Linked DNA regions of Sus scrofa: region 2 is linked to region 1. Evidence: chromatin contacts called from public HiChIP or PLAC-seq data. All regions are on one chromosome and are shown on one strand. Each heading gives the region's core, a stretch centred on a gene start, on an enhancer-like site or on the middle of the called end of the contact. The rest is flanking DNA. Distances are from core to core; before and after follow the strand shown.

Region 1 (3,875 bases), core at 379-2,878:
TTTGACTGTGCCAGGACAGGAACTCCACATCGTATCCCAGTTTTGGAGATGGGGAACCAGGCATAGAGAAGTTAAATCACTAGCCTAGATCACATCACTAGTAAGTGGCCCAGGCACCAGAGTCTCACTCCTCAACAACCCTCCTCCCCAGTGCCTGGTCTTTAAGCAAAGTTCCCACCTCTGGGGCTTATGGAAATGAAAACCAAGTGGCTCATAGACCTTTTAGGGGAAAATAGTCTTCAGGTCCCTGGGCTGCCAGAGAAGAGGATGATGAGGGCTGGAGAGGAGAAAGAGGAGAGAGGGCATTCTAGCCCTGGTTTCTGTACCTTTTGGAGTGGAGGGAATGGAGAGGTTGGGAGTGGGGGAAACCCTGGGTGGAGTCATTTGTTCTTTTGTGGAGGGGCTAGTGGGACAGACAGGTCCCTAAAGTCAGACATGGGATCTAGCAGATGAGGAAAAGGGTCTGAACCATACGGGGCCACTCAAATTTCAGAGCCTTACAACCAGAAGGTTGTCGAGGCTGTCATCTGAAACTACACCTCCCTACCCTATGCATGCAATTTAGAGAGCAGGAAACAAGGACCTGAGATGACACGGGCTTTGCCTTCTGCTGTCCTGTGAGACTTCTCCTATACATAACCCCCAATCCATAGCCAGAAAAGTATCCCAGAGGTGAAGCTCTCCCTGGTCTCTGTGCCTGGGCTGGGCTCTGCTTGAGGCGGCATTTGCCTCTCCTCTCAGACCCCTACTCCCCCACGCTGATCTCAGTGAGATAGTGAAGAGTGGGTGCGGGTGGGTGGGCCGGGTATAACCTGGGCCAGACCAGAGATGCCCAAGCTGAGGGAGAGACTCTGGGGATCAGGACCAAAGTTGGGGCCAGCAGCCAGAGGCATGATTAGGGAGCACCCTGCCCCCCCCCCCCCCATCCCAGGTTCTGGAATCGGAGGAGGGCAAAGCAAGGCTGAAGCATCAGAAGCAGGCAGGGACCTTAGGAACGAGTCCTCACCCTCTGCTTTTCCTGGGAGCCCTCCCAGCTGAGGAAGTATGCAGAGGCTGGGGCTGAATCGTGGGTCCTCACCTGAGCCCAAGAGAGAAGCCAGCACTGTAGAAGCAAGTTGGGTCAGAAACATGTGAGAGGCTGTGGTCTAAAAAGGGAAACCCGAAGGGTCACTATGGTGAAGGGGCCAGAAGCAGCTATGGGAGCTGAGCTATGGAGCCAGGAATCTGAGACCCAGGGAGGTGAGAGCAAAAATAGTTGTCCAGGGTAAACAGGATTGGCCTAGAACAGGTGCTGCTGGTGGCTCATTCTGGTGGGCCAGCTGGGCTCGGTGGGAGTGTGGGCTGCTAAATTTAAAGGGCCAGAGCAGATACCAGTGTCCAAGAGACCGAATGGCTCAGTCTGGGAGCTACTATAAAGTAGCTCAGGCTGGATCTGAGACGGTCTAGGCACAGTTTGCCCTGGAGCTGGAGCTGGAGCTGGTGGACCGGGCTGAGGCTATGGGGCAGAGGAAAGCAGGGCTGGAGATGAGGATTGATCCTGATGGGCTGGGCCCTCTGTGCTCTGGGGCTGCATGCTGAGGCCTGCATGAGAAGGCAGGGCTGTAGGAGAGAGGGGCTGATGAGTCACAAGCCCCAGATGTGGAGCAGATGCTGCGGGGAGCTCTGGGCTGCTGTCAGCAGATATGACCACGCCTGGACCAGCTGTCAGGCTCAGGCCACTGGCCCCGTTCCTAGTGCACAGAGAGCCGAAGAACTTTCTCCTCTGTGCGTGTTCCCTCTTTGAAATGTTTGGGAGCCCCACAGAACCACATTTGGGCGAGCCTGAGTCTTCTCAGAGCCAGGTTTTTACAAGTTGATTTTATGACGCATAGGCAGAAGGCGAAACGCCCCAGTCGTTAACTCACTTCCCCTTGTGGGTGAATTCCGCAAGCGGTCGTATATCTGAGCTGGGGAACGAGCCACTCCAGCACACACAGGCTTGTCTGTCAGTGTACATTTGGCTGCTCAGATAAATCCTTGGCTCCTCGCAGGATGTCCCCGGTTCACCTCTCAGACCACGTGCCTTCTCTTGCAGGCAACTTTGCAGGCTTGCTTCCTGGAACAGGCCAGGACACAGGGAATGATTCTGTGGATAAGCTGTGCTGTGTCAGGCGAGGCCCAGAACACACATCTGGATGCTTAACCCCTAGCATCCCAGGGTGGCCAGATGGCTTAGTCTGTCCTCTGCCTGTGTCTGTCCTTTTGCTAGTTTATTATTATTATTTTAGTTCTTTCTTTTTAAAATTGAAGTCTCGTTGGTCTACAATTTGGTGCTAGTTTCAAGTGTAGAGCAAAACGATTCCGTTACATACACACACACACACACGTATTTTTCAGATTCTTTTCCATTACAGATTATTACAAGATATTAAATACAATTTCCTGTTTCTGCAGTAGGTCCTTGTTGATCTATTTTGCGTATAGTAGCAAACCCCAAACATGCGAACCCCAAACTCCTAATTTATCCCTCTCCTCTTTCCCCTTTGGTCACCATAAATTTTGTTTTCTTTGTCTCTGAGTCTGTTTCTGTTTTGTAAAGAAATTCATTTGTATCCTTTTTTAGATTCCACATATAAGTAATTTTATACGTCTTTTTCTATCTGACTTACTTCACTCTGATAATATCTAGGTCCAGCCCTGTTGCTGCAAATGGCAATATTTCATATCCTTTTACATTTTGCTGAAGGGCCACAGGTTTTAGGCTATTTCTGTCATCTTAAAATAGGGCTCTGACCATGTCTCCCAAGGAGGGCCCCAAGCAAACTTGTCGGCTGGCTGCCAAGACTGGCAGAAGGCGATGCAGAGCTGGAAATAAATGCAGGGTGTTTGCTTACAGATTCTTTCCCACCACATCATGGGTGAGTCAGATAACTTCTCACCCCAGATTCTGTTTTTACCCACTTTCCTACCCAGAGGCAGGGTGGGAGGCTTGGATAAAGCTGAAAATATATCCTCTAATTATCTCCTTTTGTCTTTGGGGTTTTAATGTAGAATCGGATTTCTTTCATTCTTTGACACAGTCCGGAATAATTTTTAACTTTCACACTCGCGTTCTGTTTTCATTTGTACTTGGTTGCGGAGAAAGCACCAGGAAGCGAGTCAAGAGACTTTGGTCAAGTCTCTGCTTTGTGTGTTAGTCACTGGGAGTTGGGGCAAGTCAGCCCGCCTCCCTAAGCTTCAGTTCCCTTGCAGGCAACGCCGGGCGTCAGTTCCCTCAGGAAGCTGTGAGTGTCCCTTGGGGCGAGGCAGGTTCCCCATCTCTGGAGTTTGAACCCTTGTTGCCTTCACCTCCCAGGTTGTTATTGACAGCAAGTTAGATCACTCCTGGAAGTGTTTGGAAAACTAAAATGCTACATTCTTGAGAGTGAAAATTATGAACCATGTTTAAAAAAAATTGTGGCACAGTGGTAATGAGTCTGACTAGGAACCATGAGGTTGCGGGTTCGATCCCTGGCCTTGCTCAGTGGGTTAAGGATCCGGTGTTGCCGTGAGCTGTGGTGTAGGTTGCAGATGCGGCTCGGATCCTGCGTTGCTGTGGCTGTGGCGTAGGCCAGCAGCTGCTGCTCCGATTTGACCCCTAGCCTGGGAACCTCCATATGTCGTGGGTGTGCCCCTAAAAAACAACCAAAAAAAAAGCTTCTCTTCTCTTCAGGCTTCAGAATCTCAGGTAAATTATTTTACTCTGAACTCCCCAGGCTGGACCAACTCATCAACTCTATTTATAGCACTTTCGGATCATTTTTGTTTTAAGAGTGGTGGACAAGTTCTTTATTTTTATTGTGAAATATGCATAACATCAAATTTACCATTCTAACCATTTTTAGGTATATAGTTCA
Region 2 (4,372 bases), core at 1,259-3,758, 69 kb before region 1:
GCATCAAAATCACCTGAAGGCCTTGTTAAAACACTGCAGGCCCACTCAGTTTCTGCTTTAGTGGGTCTGGGGTAAGGTCTTGGTAATTTGCATTTCTAGTAAGCTCCCAGGTGATGCCTATGTTGCTGTCCGGTATCTTGAGAACCAACAGTTTCTCATGTCTTAGCACCATGCTACGTGCATACAGATTTACTACTATACTTTAGCGTGAATAATGGATAGCTTCTGAAGTAACATCGGTGAAAATAATCCAAGGAGTAAGAGGATAAAACAGCAGTTTGAGAGCCTCAACTCACATTAGATATTAGACGATTTGGCTAAGGAATAGCCAAGAACTGATACTTTAAAAGTTTAGGATGTGTAGCAGAAACCACGTCCATTAAGATTAGGATTCCTGATGTCTTATTTGCATTAACTACAATGTTATGTATTAAAAATATTAACCTAAACCTGTTATTTACAAAAGCCACTTCTGTTACATGTTTACTATACCTGTTGCCAGCAGTCTTGGGATAGTGCTGAGGTGCACCCCTACTTCCTCCTCCGCCCGAAGAAGCACTATTTAAAATAAAAACTTATTTTAAGAGAAAATACATACCAAATATGTTTCACTCAAAATAGATAAAGGATCTCTTTATTTTGCCTTTTAGAAAGTATACCACATATAAAGACTTAACTTGGGCCCAACATTAAGCCAAGTAATTACATTTATCCTTCAAATAGCAAATAAACACATGGAAAATTTAAGGTCTAAAAAAATGTACATGGCACATTATAAATTAAACTTGCAGCACAATCAAGTCAGAATTACTTGGTGTGGCTACTCCTTTGGTTTTGTGACTAGTCTCTTCCCAGTAACTGCTAAAATAAATGTACACATACCTGAAACGAGAAGCACCCCCTTCTGCAATCGCACTCTCCACTTTGGCGGCTTGACAACGAAGAATCTTCAAAAGAATAATATTAATGGATGGGTGGGGAGGGAAGGGATGGGAGAAACGAAAAACCTGGAATGAGAAAAGAGTACCAAAATTAGACACCACTAACATACAAATCTATAAATCGTCTTCCATTATAATTTATTTCAGAGCCTGACACTGCAGTTGACTGAACTTACACTGCATTGCAGAACTCCTAAGACTCAAGAAGGTTCTCAAAACACAGGAAAATTGTTTTACTACCTGGAAGTTCTCGGTGTTTGAAGATGCAAGGAAGAACCTACACAGCAATAAACGAAGAGCTAAATGGCTAAGAACTAGTCTTTGAAAAAGCCACACACTACCTCCTTTACAACTAGACACCGAGATCAATAATAGAAAGTCTAACTCTGATACAGAGGCACGTTATGTGGAAAACGTAGTTGTTACTGCCTCCGGGACGAGCAACAGACTACATGAAGGGCTTAACTGAAGTCTTGGGTTCTCACCGCTGCCCATGCTCTGAACTAGGCGCAGAGGGCTCGCGGGAAGACGCGAGGCACCGGGTGCACAGCGCCTGGCACTAGGCAGGCGGAAGACCAGGGCCACAACATGGCAGCAAGAACCTCCACCCAATTTTTTCCCTTCCTGGGAACAAAAGAGCAGTGGATTCCTCCCACCCGGGCCGAGTTAGGAAGTGCTTCCGACAGCCTCCCGGCGAAGCTGCCGGGGGCAAGCCTCGGGGAGGAGCGGAGGCCGCCCCCGCGGCCCAGCGCCCGGCTCTTTGTTCTCAGGCAGGAAGACGGCCTCCTTCCCTCCAGCGGCCCCCTCCCACCCATAAATCCCCGAGGAACTGACAGCCGCCTCACCGCCGCCTCCCCAGCCGACAAAAGCTCAGAAAGCCTCGCTTTCCCTCCTCTCCCGTCACAAGAGAGGCCGCCGGGGCAGGCCCTTCGCTCCCCCACCGCGGGCAGCCCGGCCGCTCTCCCCGCCGGCCCCGGGGCCCCACACACCTCCCCGCCGGGAGCTGGGCTCCGGGACGCCTCCGCCTCGGCTGGTCCCGCGCCAACGGCCGAGCCCTCCCCGCCGGGCCGCGACCCTCCCCACAGCACGCGCGGCCCTGCCACGCTCTCTCCCTGGCCGAACACAGCCGCGCTTCGGCCCGCCCCGGTCCCGCGGGTACGGCCGCCGACAGCCACCGAGACTGTCGGGGGCCGCCGGCTCCTTCTATTCCATCAACAAGGGGAAGAGAAGACAAGGGCGAGGAAGTTCCAGGTGCCCGGAGCGCGGAGGAAACGCTAAAAAAGGGTCGCCCCACCCGGCTCCGCCTGCGTCCGCCATTTTGTACCACTCGAGAAGAAGCGGCCAGGGACGGCGGCCATTTTAGAGCGCTCCACTCGGCGGCGGCGGCGGCGGCGGCAGCGCCAGCGGCGGCTCCACTCACCTTCACCGAGAACTCAGCAGCTGCCGCCGCAGCTGCCTCCTCGGATCCGGTCGTCGGGACGGGGAAGGGAGGGGAAAGGGGAACGGAAAACAAAAAAGGGGGAGGGAAGGGGGAGGAAGGAGTCGGGACCGGCTTGAAACGCTCAGCTCAGAGGAGTCGCTGCTGCAGCCACCACCCGATACTCGCCGCCACCTCCATAGAGCTCCGACTCGCTGCTGGCGCTGAGGCGTGTCTGAAGCCGAACTTATCACTCTAGGGCAGCCGAACCCACCAGAGCCGCCCCGAATGGCTCCTTCGCCACCCAATCAACAGCCGGGCTGATGTTCGCCACCAATCGGCACCCGGCCGTGGGGAGGAGTCACAGAGCCAAGCTCGGTTGCGGCTCGACTCCGCCGCAGTGCGCAAAGCCATATTCGCGAAGGCTCTGAGGCCAAGCCAGTGGCGTAAGGGGAACTGAGCGCGGACGAGTTGCGGACCACTTGCGTAAAGTGGTAGAGCCCTCTGAGTCTGCGTTGGTGTGGCCGCCTGGTCTTCCTCCTGTCTCTTTGTTCCAGGAGTCCGTATCCCATGCTGGAGTTGGACAGTCCCTCTACCTGGTTTTCTCACCAAGAATGTGGGAAGGAAATTTGTCCTTCCACCCGACCCGATTCCTGTCCCTTGCGTGTGCGAGTCTTGATTTTCCTGGCGCCCCCGAGGAGCAGAGATTGCCCTTGGCAGGCTGGGCCTCCCTGGGAGCGGCCTGTAGGGCTGAGGCTCTGCGCCCCGGGGCGCAGCGCCCGGAATGACTGGTCTCCAGGTGCTCATCTTCGGCAGCCTTTGGATGGGGACGCCCGGAGACCAGACGGTGCACCCAAATGCGTTAAGAAAGCTTCCTTCAGCTCCCTATTTAGTCCACCCCCTGCAGAGTGAATGAGAAAGGGATGAAAGGAAGGGTTTTATTGTCTTTGTACCTCACTAGACAAGCAGCTTTCCCCAAGGGAATATCCGGCCAGCGGTGGTACGGGAATACCCAGAATATGCCAGAATTCTTTGGAAGAAGTGTTTGCGGAGCGCGGGCGTCTGGAGGATTTTAATTGCTAGCTCCTGATTTGTTTATTTTTTAAGCACGTTGAAGACTGACAGCTTTATATTTCCATTTTATATAAGGTCTATCCTACAAATAGGATTCGGCTTTTCAAAGCCGTCAAGTTGAACTATTTATACTTCTCAGGTAGTATTTTAAGGGAGAGGTCCAGTAAGATGAAGTATTCCATCGTTTGCGACATTTTAGCTATACAAAAATGGAGTCATGTCTCTATATACTTAAACAGCAGCTCTGTCCCCAGCTTCGTTTTGAACACAAAACGAAGTTCTTGATACAATGTGTGATCAGAAGCAAGAAAGTGTGTGCGCGCGCGCGCGTTTTACCTGAACGACTTTTAAAGAAAATGTCCAATAAAGAGGCAGGATTTTTATAGAGTCAAACTTATATTTGACATGTCAAAACAGCTCTTGAGGCTAAAAGCACCTACTCCTTAATACAATTTTCAAGAGAGGTGCCGGTTTTTCCTAGGACGTTTGCAGCTGATCGTGGAAGGGTGTGGTGAGGCCCTGAAGGTATCTAACACAGTTCTAGCATCTTTAGATCTTTGCCATATATTAGGTTGATCATTCCCCCTCATTATTATATTTTGTTACAATTATTGTTATCAAGCCAATTTCATTTGAACTTTAACAGCTGGAAAAGTTATTCCCATCCTTGGAGTTAGTTACCTGTGAGGTAAAAAAGGGAAACTATATTTTTGGGAAAGGTGAACATTGTGTTTCAAATACAAGAAGTTTTACTTTGTAATTTCAGTGTTTTAAAAAACACTATTCTAGTTTCGACTTCAAAGAGAATATCCAGCTCTAAAACCTGGGTGGTCTTTTAATTGAGGGACTTAAAACTCAGTAATTAAAAAATAAGAGGTTTTACGTATTCTTTTATTTAATCTTTGCTAATTGTGAACCCCTCTGCTATGGGCTTTGCAGG

Evidence for each region. HiChIP or PLAC-seq counts read pairs in DNA pulled down with a chosen protein or histone mark.
Region 2: an H3K27ac HiChIP or PLAC-seq map of skeletal muscle shows a contact between it and region 1. The contact joins the promoter of EIF4G2 here to the enhancer-like site in region 1. A contact is called at or near these places in 1 of 5 promoter capture datasets (fetal liver), 3 of 47 Hi-C or Micro-C datasets (embryonic fibroblasts, fetal skeletal muscle and psoas muscle) and 2 of 2 datasets of contacts at active chromatin or transcription factors (alveolar macrophages and skeletal muscle).

The regions. Positions count from the first base shown.
Region 1 is chr2:48,595,259-48,599,133 of Sscrofa11.1, reverse strand. No RefSeq gene overlaps it. Among named protein-coding and RNA genes, the nearest start is that of ZBED5, 27 kb to the left of the region's middle. Within about 2 kb of position 1,628, at least 58 of the 83 cell types and tissues checked have an H3K27ac peak or open chromatin away from gene starts, as enhancers often do. A contact at or near this core is called in alveolar macrophages, embryonic fibroblasts, fetal liver and 2 more, where this site is marked.
Region 2 is chr2:48,664,726-48,669,097 of Sscrofa11.1, reverse strand. It overlaps EIF4G2 (eukaryotic translation initiation factor 4 gamma 2), which reads right to left and starts at 2,508. Exons shown (of 22, transcript XM_021083319.1): 1 at 2,362-2,508; 2 at 883-1,007; 3 at 493-558. The coding sequence starts at 2,508.